Linked DNA regions of Mus musculus: region 2 is linked to region 1. The links are chromatin contacts, called in public Hi-C maps. All regions are on one chromosome and are shown on one strand. Each heading gives the region's core, a stretch centred on a gene start, on an enhancer-like site or on the middle of the called end of the contact. The rest is flanking DNA. Distances are from core to core; before and after follow the strand shown. Region 1 has its middle 30 kb from the start of Gm36234. Region 2 has its middle 46 kb from the start of Gm36656.

Evidence for each region. A called contact is a pair of places that touch in the nucleus more often than the background predicts.
Region 2: a Hi-C map of cerebral cortex shows a contact between it and region 1, with 3 times the contacts expected there. The contact joins two enhancer-like sites. A contact is called at or near these places in 1 of 484 Hi-C or Micro-C datasets (cerebral cortex) and 1 of 115 datasets of contacts at active chromatin or transcription factors (differentiating embryonic stem cells).

What each region holds. Positions count from the first base shown.
Region 1 is chr7:35,889,856-35,897,032 of GRCm38.p6, forward strand. No RefSeq gene overlaps it. Among named protein-coding and RNA genes, the nearest start is that of Gm36234, 30 kb to the right of the region's middle. Within about 2 kb of position 3,641, at least 6 of the 459 cell types and tissues checked have an H3K27ac peak or open chromatin away from gene starts, as enhancers often do. A contact at or near this core is called in cerebral cortex, where this site is marked.
Region 2 is chr7:36,864,322-36,871,777 of GRCm38.p6, forward strand. No RefSeq gene overlaps it. Among named protein-coding and RNA genes, the nearest start is that of Gm36656, 46 kb to the right of the region's middle. Within about 2 kb of position 2,585, at least 8 of the 459 cell types and tissues checked have an H3K27ac peak or open chromatin away from gene starts, as enhancers often do. A contact at or near this core is called in cerebral cortex, where this site is marked.

The DNA of each region.
Region 1 (7,177 bases), core at 2,391-4,890:
CCCTTGAAATCCCTCTCTCCAAACCTTCTGGAAGGTTCCACAAGGCATTTTGAGGTCTGGGAAGAAACAGGGGCTGTTTTCAGAGTATAAATATATGTATATGCCTCCCTATCTTCCCACACAAGAGGGATCAACAGTTGAGGGCTCAGGGAAGCCCAAACTAGAGAAGGCAGGGAAGGTATGTGGGGAGCAATGTGTGGCCATGACACCTTCTTCCTGAGGAAGTGGGTCTCTTCTGGGGACATATGCATTCTACTTCTGGGGACTGGGGTGGGGCAGAGGGTGTCCATTTTGTTGTTGTTGTTGTTGTTGTTGTTGTTGTTGTTGTTGTTGCTGTGATAAACAGCATGACCAAAAGCAATTTGGGAAGGAAAGGGATTATTTCAGCCTATAGTTTATAGTCTATCAGGAAGTCGGGGCAGGAACCTGGAAGTGGGAATGGAACTGGCTTGCTCCCCGTGGCTGGCTCAGTATACACACACACACACACACACACACACACACACACACACACACACACACACGTATCTATATCTATACTCAGAACCACCTGCCCAGACGTGGCACCGCCATGGTAGGCTGGGCCCTCACGCATCAATCATTAATCAAGAAACTGCCCCACAGACTTGCCACAGACTAGCCTGGTCCAGGCAATTCTTCAGCTGAGGCTCTTTCTCCCCAGGTATGTCAAGTCGCTACCCAAGATTAGCTATCCCAGGAACACTGTTCCGGAAGGTTCCACACCACTATTTTTTGTGGGAACAAGGCTGCAAGACATTATTTAGAGAAAGTCTGGGCCCACCAATCCCATCCCTTGCAAAGGACTCAGCAGCCAGGTTGCGATTGCTTTACTGATGATGCGGAAATGGAGTCTCTTGAAAGGACCCTGATCCATCACCACATCCAGCTGGGCTCCTACGGCCCGAAGTGGGCAAAGGGTTTGGTCAATGGATTCATCAGAAGGTTTTACCTTGGAAGTCGTTTTTGTGCTTTAAGGATTTAAAGATGACATGTATTTGTTTATATTTGTGTTCACTTGTGCGAGGGCTTGGATGTGGCACAGAGAGTGCGTGGAGGGCTGAGGACAACTTGCAGAAGCCAGTTCTCGCCTCTCAGCAAGGGTCCTGGACTCCCTGAGCCCTCTCTGCTGCTCAAGGAATTTGTCTAGCTAAGAGCTTTAAAAATTAAAAGAAAAAAAGGTGTATGTGTGTGTGTGTGTAGGTCATGGGAGGCAACTGGGGATGCTTCAAGCATCCTTAACTGTGGAGCCTCCTTAAGTTTCCCTCATATGTTGTTTTTTTTTTTTTTTTTTTTTTTTTGCCTGAAACTCACTGTGGAGGTTATGATGGTCTGGAACTTGCTAAGGAAGCCCATGTTGACTTTGATGTTGCTATGTAGCCCAGCCTTGCCTTGACAACTTTATGTAGCCCACGCCAGCTATGGACTCGCTATGCAGTCCAGACTGGTCATGATCCTCCCTCCTCAGCCTCCTACATTCTGGGATTTCAGAAGTGAGCCATCATGCCTGGCTTGCCTTGGAGTTTTGAAGGCCTTTAAGACCAGGACAACTTAAAGCTGATGTGGTGGTCCAGAGATGAGATGCTGCACAGTGTGTCAGCAATGAGAAGGCAGATGACCCGTCTAGCCTGGACCATACTCCAGGGGTGAGCATCTTTTCTACTGGACTCTTTCCTGGTGGTGTTTACTACATTCAACTTGGCGATTATACAGGGAGCAGGGATGGAGGGCAGCTCTGAGGGTTCAGTCTAGACACCTTGAGACAAGCAGATCTCTCTTTCACATCCTCTCTGGGGCAGGACTTGGGTCTAGGAGGTTTGCTTTGTGTAAACCTTTCTCACCCTCATGCAACAGTCAGTTTTTCCTCAATAATTCAAATAATTCCCATAAAAAAGATAAGAATGAGGGCTAGAGAGGTGGCTGGGGGTCAGAAGTCTGTGCCAATGGGCTTCCAGAAGGCTGGAATCTGAGTCCCAGCATCCATGTCAGGAAGCTCACAACTGCCTCTAACCCCTGCTCTAGGGAATCTAACACTTTTGGCCTCCACGGGTACCTGTACTCATATGCACCCCTCCCCTGCACACATGCACGCACAGAGTTAAAAAGAATAATAAATAAAACCTTAAAAATATAATGACATTTTAGTATTTGGAAGGAGTTTAGTGTATGTGTATGTGTGTTTGCTCATGGGTCTGTTGTACACCTTATAATAACAAGCACACACATGTACACACACAGAGACACAGAGACAGACAGACAGACAGACAGACAGACAGACACACACACACACATACACACATGCAATGCCTGATTTGGAAATCTGTGACCAAAATCTAAGGCCTCGTAGATGAGCCTTTGGCTTCTCATTTGTTGAGTGTCTCACTTCGGTACCAAGGAAATGGCTCTGCTTCCCTACTCCTGCAGCGGTGTCACGGAACCTCCTCACTAATTCAATACTAAGGACCGCATAATTAGCCACTTTAATAAATTTTTCCAAGATGGATAGCAACATTTGGCTCTCTTCAGAAAGCCGGACGCCCCCCCCCCCCCCCTTAACGGTATTCCGTGGGAAGCTATGGGAAGAACAACGCACAGAAATATCTGGAAATATATTAAGATATATGTGCATATATCGGACATTAGCCATGTACCCTGAGCATACTGGGAATATGCTTCGAAATATTTCAAACATTGTTGACCTTTGTTATATAATCCTGGGCTCGGGAAACCCATTTGCATAGACTTAGCAATATATTGTAAATAACTACATAGGACAGTATGTATTTTTCCTTAAGATGCAGTGTTATAAGCAAGACATTAAATTATGCCTATCACACAAAGCAACAGGATCTCTCCATTTTTTTATAGCTCGTTCTATGGGGAAGACACCCTTCTGAAAAGCACACGCGTTAACTGCCTGACTCACGTGGTGACACGTGGCAAGCCCAAATGCGTTATGGATCTCCCAGGAATAAAAACAACACTGTGAAACCATCACCTAGGGATGTTCATTGACTGAATATTTTACAGACACACTCCCTTTATATTTATATAATAATTTAGTGTTATGACAATTTTTTTAGCAGACTTGGCAGTTTTTCTTTTTTATAATGGTATTATATTTGTGAGCCTATTAAGAGCATATGGGATAAACTACAGAAACCAAGTATTTTTCATAATTCCTCTGGGTACTTGTAGCAAAGTAAATAAATAAATAAATAACCCACCCGGCCCAGCAACAAAACACATCCTACTAACACATATTGGTTTAGAAAATGTTAATAAAAGGTCATCCAGAATTTTCCAGTGCTTAACATCCCAGCAGTGCCAATTTGGAGACCTAGTTTGAACTGTGGAGTGAGGAGATGTGGGGATTTGTAAGGGTACCTTGCAGGCAAATAGTTATCCCTTGAAAAAGGGAGAGGCTGACCCTGTGGTGGGGGCTGGTGGGTTTTAAACAAAAGGATCAAGCCAGGGGGGTGGTTCTTTGTTCTCATCCTGTTCCCCAGCAGGTGACCTGGTTGGTGGGTTCCAGCTGTGGGTCTCCAAGACCCAGCAGTGCTGAGCCTGTGGGTACCAGCACAGTACAGGGCTGGCCATCTTCCCAGGATCCGGGGGAGCAAACGCTATGACTCCTCTTTTCTCTCCAAACCAGAACCAGAGGGAACCACAGTTGCCTGCAGTGGGTGGGGTGGGGCCCTGCAAAAGCCCAGCTGGGTTTCTCCTCTCCTCCTGTTCACATCTACTCTGGGTCTTTCTTATCACCAGGGGGAGGGGGGTCATGTGGAGGAGGGAGAAACTCAGCATTTCTCCATCTTTCTTTTTCTCTTTTTCCTTTCAAAGAACTTATAAAAATGCAAAAAAAAAAAAAAAAAAAAAAGAACAAGGGCTATTTGGGGATTTTTAAATTTTTTTTTTTTAATTGAGCAGCTGCCTGCATCTTAGCATGTTTGAGGCAAACCCATCCCATGTGATTCTGACTGGACTCAAATTAAACTCCCTCAAAATAGAAGTGTTCTCTGAGGACTGGACAGAGAGCCACAGTTTTGGAGTGGATCCAATCTGCTTCTCAATGGATAGGAGCGCAGATACCTTACAGTGCCTGAGGCAGGAGGGCATACTCATGGCTGAGGGGTGGTGGCCCTGCAGACAATGGGGACAGAAGTTGAGGTTACCCAGAAAATCACAGGCACATTGCCAGTATTACATCCCATTATTATTAATGGAAGCGAAGGATCTCTAAAGCCCAGGCTTGGTCTTTCTACTCAGGAGGAAGCTGAGGGCCTACTGGGGTTCAATGGACTTTCTGTCAGTGGTGGTCATATGTGTGCCTAGGGCATCTTCCTCCATTCCACATTCTCAGGTAAAGGACAGGCACACCCGGGGCCTCTGAACTCTACCCTCATGGAGTCACAGACGAATCCAGTATCATCCCGATACATCTTGAAGAAAGTAGGGAGTGTAGCGGGGACGGTGGGCTCTGTGCTGTGTGAGGGGACCCTGTCTTCATTTATAGTTTTGAAAAGTACGTTTATTTTGCCCTTGCAAAGATGGCGAACTAAGAACAGAGTTCTAGGGTAGTCTCTCGACTTTTAGGGCAGTTAATGTATTTAATCACTGCTCAGCTGCTTCCGGTCCCTTCACCCCTGCCTCAGGCCAAAGCAGAACTTCCCCACTGGTTCATTCCTGTGTGTGTTTGGGGCCGGGGAGGGGGGGGGGGGCTTGGTGCCAATCCCAGAATCTGAGCTCTCTATAGCATTCCCTCTTCCAGAGTGGGGCAAGTCCAACCCTTGGCTTTTCAGCCAGCTCCCCCCAAGCCCCTCTAGGCTGTGGGCTGTTGAATGAACTCATCTCTAGAGCCATCCTTGAACTTTAAGTGATAAGTGATGTTTGGTAGAGAATTCATTCCACACGTTGGAATGTTAAAGGATGCGTTGTTTGTTTGCCCCAGTGAACACAGGTGTAGGTGCCCACAGCTCAGGGGTCCTCTGAAGCCATACTTTCTGTCCACAGGGTGTCTGTCGTTGCTACTTAGATTTCCTCTCTCTAGATTCGGCATGAGCTTGCTGGGTAGAGGCTATCTCTTCTTCCTTTACTGGCAATCTTGGCCCTGAGCAGGACAGGAGTGCTTTTCTAGAAAACACCTGTCCATCTCCCCAGGCCCCTTAATTGACTAGCTTACGGGACAGCATTGCTAGATTAAAATGTGTCTCCATCTTTGGGGAATCTGAAGGTAATGAAGATGATGGACAGGTGACCCTCAACAGGGGAGGGTTGGTCCTCTCCTCCATTATGACCATGGAAGACAAGAGGCAGCTCTATCTGACCATGTGGGTCTCTGTCTTCAATACAAACAGGGCGTGTGTGGGAGCTGGTCCCTCCTCTGTGCTTCTTCCTTTACATATGGTGTGGGGCTGTGCTAGAGATGGAGTGGATGGTCTGGACCGTTTCTAGAATATATAGCTAGCGGGAGAGGAGAGGCTCAGTGGGACCCAGTGCTCTTTCAACTATTGTCCTACGCTAATCTTGTGGGCAGAGCATGGCTGGGAATCAGCTTTGCAGTCTAACAATGTAGGGCCCCCAGGGCCCCTCCCTGACCTCCGATCAGCTGTCCACAGGGACAGCCTTCACAGTACTGTCATTCACAGGTGCGTGAGGTCACGAAGGTTGTGCCATGTCCCAAAGCCAGCATTTCCCAGTCCTTCTCCTGGTCTTAAGTTCTGTTCTCAGCCTCAGTGTTACCTGAGGTGTGTGTGTGTGTGTGTGTGTGTGTGTCTGTGTCTGTCTGTGTCTGTGTCTGTGTGTGTCTGTGTGATAAATGTTCTGTTTAGGACTGAACACTCAACCATCACTTATGAGTGCCTTGAACTGTCATGAGTCTCTGTACCCACTGCTGTTCAGTGTTTGGTCAGATGCTGTGGGGCAGCAAAATGTGTCCCAGGGACAGTAGGTCCTGGGAGCTTGTAACTGATCACCCCCTTCTACTTTTATGTCTTTAAAAAAATATAGATTTTGCTTATAAGACATGCAACATATTTTTGAGTCTGGCTTAGTTTTGCTTGGTATGACCATCTCTAGCTTCCTTCATTTTCCTGTAAATGACACGACTTCATTTTTCAGGGCTGAATAATATACCATGTTTAAAAAATTAGTCATCTGATCTCATATTGGCTGATGTGGATGGTGTCACAGTGGGCAAGAATGTACACTAGCTTTCATTCCTTCAGGTGTCTAGCCAGGAGTGCCACAGCTGGATTAAACTTCATTCTTTACTATATCAGTATTTGTTTTTTATTTTTAACTTTCATTCTAATTTCCATAGTGGATGTGTTGATTTAAATTTCTGCCAGCAGTGAACAATGTCTCCTCTTTCCCCATATTCTCACTGGAATTTTTGCTGCTAGACTTTCTCTCTTTCTCTCTCTTTCTCCCTTCCTTCCTTCCTTCCTTCCTTCCTTCCTTCCTTCCTTCCTTCCTTCCTTCCTTTTTAATGTTGTTAGTTTCTTTTTTCTTTTTAAAAAACTTTTTATTGATTCTTTGAGAGTTTCACCGCATGCATTCCAGTCCCACCCATTTCCGGTCCCTTTGTATCTGTTCTTTGCCCTTGCAATCTCCCTTACATAAGAAATAAAAATAAATCAACAACAACAACAGACCATAGAAAACATCTCATCATGGAAGCTGTAGTGTGTCACAGTGTGTCCCACAGCGCACCCCTCTGTCCACACATCTTTACTTGCAAATGTTCATTGCAATGAGTCGTTGGTCTGGTTAGAGGACTCTGGCCTCTGCTACACTGTCCATACTGGATTCTCACTGGCACTCCTCTTGCTTGTCCTGTGTCATGGAGGTCCTGCAGCTTTGGATCTGAAGGACCGGCCCTTTCACATGCTAGCAGATCATAGATGAGATAAACTTTAGAGTGGCCCAACTCAAAGTCGTGGATCTGGGCCTGGGTGGTAGCCGAGTGGGTCAGCCTGCCAGTTCAGTCTATACCCACACAACCAGGACAAGCTCTCTAGCACTGCCCTGGATAACTAGCCCCTCTAATGCCACAGCCAGCAAGGGGCTGTGCCCGCTCTCCTGCAGACACATCCTTGGGGCTGGCTCACCCATGCCTTTGCCATTAGGGCCAGCTCCACTGTGCTGCCCAGGGAGG
Region 2 (7,456 bases), core at 1,335-3,834, 970 kb after region 1:
TGATGAAATCTTTGCTGATAGATTCCAAAAGTAGAAGAGAGCATCACACTGCAAAAGATAGGGAGTGCACAAACATACCCAGGATCTTTAGATTATCTGCCGGTAAAGTTTCCAGTACTTAATTACAGAGCACCACCCAAATGTCTTTCTCACTCCTAATTCTTACACAAAGGAACCTCCTCGGAACACCCCTGAGTCAGCCTGAGTCTCCAGCCACTTAGCCCTTCACAGTGGGGAGGCTTGGCTCGGCTGCAGATCATGTGCTCTCTGCACTGGACCACATTTTGACATCACAGAGTATACTGATCTTGTTGGTCCTTGAATCCCAGTGAGCTGATGTCCCTGGCTCCTGGACACACTCAAGAATGGTCTCTTCCTTTTGCTAGTTGTCAAGGCCCTCCCACCTCTGGAGAGGGCCTGCCCGTATCCCAGGCATCTATACTGAATCCACACTTTGTGCCTCACCATGTTGAAATATGAAGATACTTGCACAGTTAGGGGGCGGGGTAAGTGAGGGTGACTCTCAGCCTTCTTGGTTTATATAAAAGTCTGTTCCACACTGGGGAACTGGCCCAGAATGACGAGTCCAGCCCTCCCCAGTGTGAAATGCTTTGTACATTTGGTACTGTGACTCTTCCAGAACTGTAAAGTAGAAGACACTAGAAGTACACAGGGCCTTGAGGAAAGATGTGCCTCGTGGAGAAGAGACAGCTTTAGTTTCCAACTGGGACTGAAGGTTTTCCTAGTCTCCAGGGCCAGGTCCTTTAGATGGGGATCCTGATGCCTTGACCTCAAGGCACCTTGGAAAAGAAATGGCCTGAAAGTGTCTCTGGAAGTCTAGCCCAACAGCACCAGTAATTGAGTCAGTTGGTGCCTGTCAGGCACCAAAACTGCAGATTTGATCTGGCCAGTGCTGCCAGTCCTGGTCAGGGTGACTGGAAGCTGGCTCTGGGATGCTTTGGGGGATGTCTGCACCAATGAAGCAAACAACCTCTGAGCATGGTGAGCTGTGCCAGCCACCAGACCAACATAGCTCCAGACTGGAGGGAGAGCATCGTGCAGGTTCCAGGAACTGTATATACCATACCTTGCTGGGGGTCTCTTCGATTGCTCCTTTTTGCTTCTATATTTGCATCTCAAAAGAAGGTGCTGAAAGCTGCCCACAGGGATGAAGGGTCCTATGTCTTTCAATTGATCCTGGAGAGGGGCAAGCTTGAGTGCATATCTCAACTGTCACATCTCTATGTGAGTGTAGCTTCTCGCCTCCCCAAGACTCAGTTTCCCAAGCTGCAAGATGTGCATCCTAAACTCTTCCCAGCAGCCCATGGTGGGTGGTGGGTGGCTTATGCTTGGTCTTTGCAGTCTCTAAGCTGGAGGTGTCACCTGACTTGGCAGCTGCTGTGGCCAAGGTCCCCTACTGCTCATTCCCTTGTTGGCTCAGCCCAAGATCCATTAGCACTTGTCTTGGCTCAGACACTGGGGGCCAGTGCTAGAAACCGGAATGATGTGGCTTTTACCCCATGAAGAGGGTATGTTCTTTGATGAGAACGTAGGTTCTAAGACAGATCAGAGCAGGAGAGAGATGGTTGTGCAGTTAAGAGTTTTTCTCTTCCATACCTGAGTTTTGAGTGCTGCTCCCAGCACACACATCTGGTGGCTCAAACTGCTAATAACTCCAGCTACAAGGGATCTGATGCTCTCTTCTGACCTCCTTGGGCATGATATACATATATGGCTCTTGTGCATGTGCAATTGCACACACACACACACATACACACAGACACACATCACACATACACACAGTCACACACATCACACATATAACTTGCTTACACATGCAGACACACACACAATGAAAATGAATCTAAATAAACAACAACAAGTAACTAGAGTTCATTTAGAACCCCGCTGTGGCTTTGGAATGACCTATAAAGAGAGTAAAACACAGACATTTTGAATGGCCTATAAAGAGAGTAAAACACAGACATTTCCATAACTAGATAGGATTCCTATAATGTGAGCCTAGTACTGATCCAAGAGGGACATATTATTCGTAAGGGCTCCTGTGGCACAGGTTTCTTGGGGTGCCACAGTCACATATGGGAGTCCCAGGAGTGGCCAGAGAACCTTTGTCCAGACATGACTGGAGTATACATCTGAGAGACTTCCTGGGGTGGGATTCACCTTCCTCAGGGCAGTGTAGGCTGACAGAGCACTGGAGGCAGGGTGCTATCTGAAGCATAGAGAGGTTGATCGCAAGGTCTCCAGAGCTGTGTGAGGAGGTCTGTCCTTGATCAGAAATGCACCCCCAAAGCACCATCTCACAGCCCTCAGTAGCCCAGGTCTGTCTCACACTGTGAAAGCCACCTCTCATCACTGACACCGACAGTCCCGTCCCCAGCAACGGGGAGCAGAAGGGCTGAATGCCTCCCACATTTCCCAAACCAAAGTCATTTTTAGAAATGTTTAAATCAAGGCACAGCACGCCTACAGTGATCTGTCACGTGAAGTGCTCCACGGTCCATTTATCCATCCTCGTGGTGACGGACGTTGGGATGGCTCCCAGATTGGGGCAATTATATACGGTACTGCTGGTGGCAAGCACGCTTGTTTTTGCTGGGTTTATTTCTGAAGGGTGGAGGGTGTTCGGTGTAGACACTGTCAAATGCCTTTGCAAACTGATTGCTCCAATTCTTCCTGTCACCAGCAGGGCCCGAGAGAGCCCCTGTGGTCCAGGGCCTCCGAATGCAGGCTGCATTCTGTGCTTGTGATTCTGTATGGTGCTGTCTGGTCCGGGTCTCAATGGCACTTTGTTGGTTTTTAACTGGTTATAACCAGGATGGAACCGCTGCTCATTTGCTCGAAGATGGTAGCTTGCAATGCACTTTTGTGAAGTGTCTCATACATTTTGTGAAGTGTCTCTCTGACTTTTCTATTAAAAATATTTTATTTTATTTTCTATAATTATGTATATGTGTGTGTATGTATATATGTATGTATGTATGTATGTATGTATGTGTGTGTATATAAGTGCAGTTTTGTACAATGCATTTGAATGCAGGCACCTGAAGAGACCGGAGGAGGGCATTGGATTCTAGGAGCTTGAGTTAAAGGCTGGTGTGAGCTCTTTGATGTGGGTACTGGGAATGAACTTGGGTCATCTGTAGAGCAGTACACACTCTTAACTCTTGTGCCATCCCTCCAGCCCCTACAGCCTTTCAGGGTTGTTTCTCACTGGCTCATGGGAGTTCTCAGACTCTCTGTTCCAAAGTCACCTTTTAAGAGTGATAAATTTGGCCACTCATGTTGACAGATGTGGATGCCCCTCTTCCCCTAGCCCACCTCCTTGGTCCTTATTCCTGCAGAGATTTAGATAATTCCTAAGGTGCAAAACATCACGGCACAAAGCATGGTAGCATCCAGGCAGACATGGTGCTGGAAGAGCTGAGAGTTCTACACCTTGATTGGAAGGCAGCCAGGAGGAGACTGTCTTCCGCGGGCAACCAGAGGGAGGGGCTAGATCACACTGGCCCGACTTGAGCATATCTATGAGACCTCAAAGCCCCACCTCCACAGTGACACACTTCCTCTAACAGAGCCGCACCTCCTCCAGTAAGGTCACACCTCCTAATAGTGCCACTTCCCATGGGCCAAGCATATTCAAACCACCACAGGGACTTACTGTGCATGAGGTTTTGTTGCCTTGACCCATAGTTGGATGGGTCAGGCCAGGCTTGTCCCTCTCTAGATTAAAAACATAAGCCCATATGTATGCTGATGCACTGTACTGTCAGAGATGGATTCTGGCTTCTCCCTGTTAGGTCTGCGCTTACCCTGTCCTCTTGTATCCCACATTCTTTCCCAGTCCTTTCTTTTTCTTTTTTGTTTTTTAAATTTATTTTTGATTGCTTTCTTCTCCCTCCCAAGTGGGACTGAGGCATCCTTACTTGGACACTTCAGCTTATTGACCTTCTTGAGTTCTGTGGACTGTATCTTGGGTGTTCTGTAATTTTTTTCCCTACTATCCCTTTATTAGTGGGCAAACTGGTACAACCACTCTGCAAATCAATCTGGAGATTCCTCAGAAAATTAGAAATAGATCTGCCTGAAGACCCAGTTATACCACTCCTGGGAATATACCCAAAGCATGCCCCACCATGCCACAGGGGCACATGTTCAACTATGTTCATAGAAGCCTTTGTGTGTGTGTGTGTGTGTGTGTGTGTGTGTGTGTGTGTGTGTGTGTGATAGCCCAAAGCTGGAAACAACCTAGATAACCTACCACAGATTAAAAATGTGGTTCATTTATACAATGGAATACTGCTCAGCTATTAAGAACAAGGACATCCTGAGTTTTCCAGGCAAATGGATGGAACTAGAACATATTATCCTGAGCGAGGTAACTCTGACCTAGTCCTTTCTTAGTCCTTCCTTTGATTGTTTCCTTGGGCTCCTTCAGGTTCTTTCCCTTGTATTGGTTTCCAATGGCTGTGATCGAATACCAGACAAAGGCAAAACAATTGTTTAGGATCCACTGCTTTTATGCCTGTTGTGAGGGCTAAAACTTCTTGGTCATGGGGTTTGGCAGAGGAAGGAAAACTGCTCACCTCAGAGAAACCAGGAGGCAGAGACAGGAAGAGGCAGGACAAGATGCACTCATCAAAAGCAGTCACTCAGTGACCTTTGACCTCTGCACAGGTACCATCTTCTAACAGCAGAGTCACTCATGCGCTTGGCGGTGGGTGAATGAATGCATTGGTGGAGTTAGTAACTTCACAATCCAGTCACCTATCAGAAACACTCCCAGGTGAGACCAGAGCTTCCGACACTCAAGAGTTTTGGTGAGGGCACTCTCTTCACTCCCATTACCTTGCCCTAGCAAGGCATCATCATGCATCCAGACTTAGGCCTCTGCTCCTGCGACCTCCGCCAGCTGTATTAACTGACTGCTCTCTGTGTACCTGTATGATTCTAAATCACTGCCTACATTTTCTCAACAAACTTTCTCTCCAAAACCGTCTGTGAGGAAACAGCGTTATCTTTTTATATATGAAGACACTGAGGCACAGAGAGTAGAGCTAACTTGCCTGTGATTACTAAGTTGGCATTATGTGTAGCCAAGATCCGACCATGAAGGTAGCTCCAACCCCATTCCTATACCTTGCTCCATCCTAGGGGTACCATGGTTTTCAAGTAACTGAGAGTTTTTAATAAGTACACTGGATACACACACCTTTTCCATATGATCCTAAATCTGTTTTTCTGGGACTTTGACCACAGAGGATCCAGTAGTTCCATTGATGCACACAATGTTCCCCGTGAGATGACATACCAACGTGTCCCCAACCAGATGAGAACTGAACTGATGAGTCTTCACTTTGCAGGGCTGTGCAAAGCTCATCTGGTATCTGATCTCATAAAGGTGGGGGGGCGGGGAACGACACTTTTGACAAGTGAGGAATAGAGCTAGAAATAATTAAGACCTGGGGGAAGAACAGATAAGACTTTTATGGAAAGTCTACTAAATAAGTGACCCATATTAATTTCAGTCTCAATGTAGGTAGACTCTGCCTACCAAATCCATACCTTCCTTGTAAGGCAGTGTGTAGTTGGGGTAAACACCTGCCACAGAGGACTCACTGAGCCACACCCCTAACCCCTCACTGGGGGATTCTAGTCAGGGGGCTCTACCACTGAGCCACGCCCCCAGCCCCTCACTAGGGGATTCTAGGAGAATGTCCTACCACTAAACCACACCCCCATCTACTTACTTTGAGATTTAGGCAAGGGCTCTACTTCTGAGCTAAATCTCAAGTGTCTATGAGTTTTAGAAAATAAAAATGCTAGAGAGACAGACCGGCCCTCAGTCAGCCCTAAACAGGGCTTCTGAGCTGGGTATTAGCATGCCTGGCCCTCTTCTTTGCCTCCCTAGCTCTTCATAGACCATTTTTACAGGCACTCTTTTTTCTTACCAAGTGCATATTTTCTAATTTTGATGTGTTATACCTAAATTTCCTTTCTAAAGAGTCTTTACTCAGAGAAACACGTTGATTTCTCCATTGAAGGGCTTCACTGTAATTAAACTGATTGCCAAAAAAAGACATCATTCTTCTTTTAATAAGGCAATTTGCATATTCAATAACTTTAGCCTCACTTGCTGAAAGACAGTTTGGAAGTTTGTTTGTATATTCACTCACTCGAATGTTTTCAGAGGGGGCTTACCTTATTTCCATTCACACAGAGATAATTGACAGAAAATACAAGAGAAAATACCTTTTGATTAAAAAATTATTTATTTTGTCTCCAAACACTACAATTAATGGGCAAGTGAGCTTCTTAGGGGAATGTTGCAAAGTCAGTTATCCTATAGGTTATTTCAATGTCCGATTGGCAAACCCATCTTCGAATTTGAGTTTCGATGGAGGGCTTTATGAGCCAGATGGTTCATGGCTGTGATAATAAGACACCTGGCATGAACAGCTTCAGAGAGAAGGATGGAGTTTGGTTTGTGTTCTCAGACATGTTGGTCCATCTTGGTGGCGAGGAGAGGAGAGGAGAGGAGAGGAGAGGAGAGGAGAGGAGAGGAGAGGAGAGGAGAGGAGAGGAGAGGAGAGGAGAGGAGAGGAGAGGAGAGGGAATATGATATTTAAGGGAAATATATGACTTAAAAGGCCAGAAGGAGTGAGAACAGAGAAGCCACAGTACCCCCGTGGGTATGGTGTAGTATACTACCCAAGTCACAGAAGGGATGGATCTGTGAAGATAAATATCACGTCCCTTACAGAAGGAATGAATGAGTCCCACCCCCAAGCTCCTAGGTCAGTGTTATACACGCAGTGTGGCAGTATTTGGAAAGAATGCCTCCTTAAGGCGATTATGGTTCGATGCAGAGTCCCCATGATAGAATTAGTGTCTTCATAAGAGAAGATAAAACCATAGAACTATGTCTCTTTGCCTCTGTGTGAGGACAAAAGAAGACAGCTACCTGCACAACGAGACACGAGACGCCACCAGAACTCAGCAAACGCTTACTGTGATCTCAGATTTGTAGTTTCAGGCCTCTGATGGAACCAGCTAGTGTTCTTCCAGCCAGCTTGTCTGTGGTGTTTTCTATAGAAACCTGGGGTGTCAAATAGGGCGCTGTCAAATTGTCCCTATTTGACACTGGTCACCTGGATGATCTCCCTATTCTGAAACCCAAAGAGTTTGTAGCGTCCATGCCTGGTTCCTGTCTTGTTTACTTGCCATTGAACTAGATTGCACTAGAACTCCAGATGAGAAAATGGCTGACTGTTGACACAGACTCGTAACTGTTAGGGGTGATGTTGGTGTCAGCAGATTTCTCCTCAGAGAAGCTCTCTGCCATGATTACTTGAGAAGTCTCCCACACGACATAGAAACCCAAGATGAATCTCAACCAGGAGGCATTATCATGGCCATATGCTGAATGTTTCCT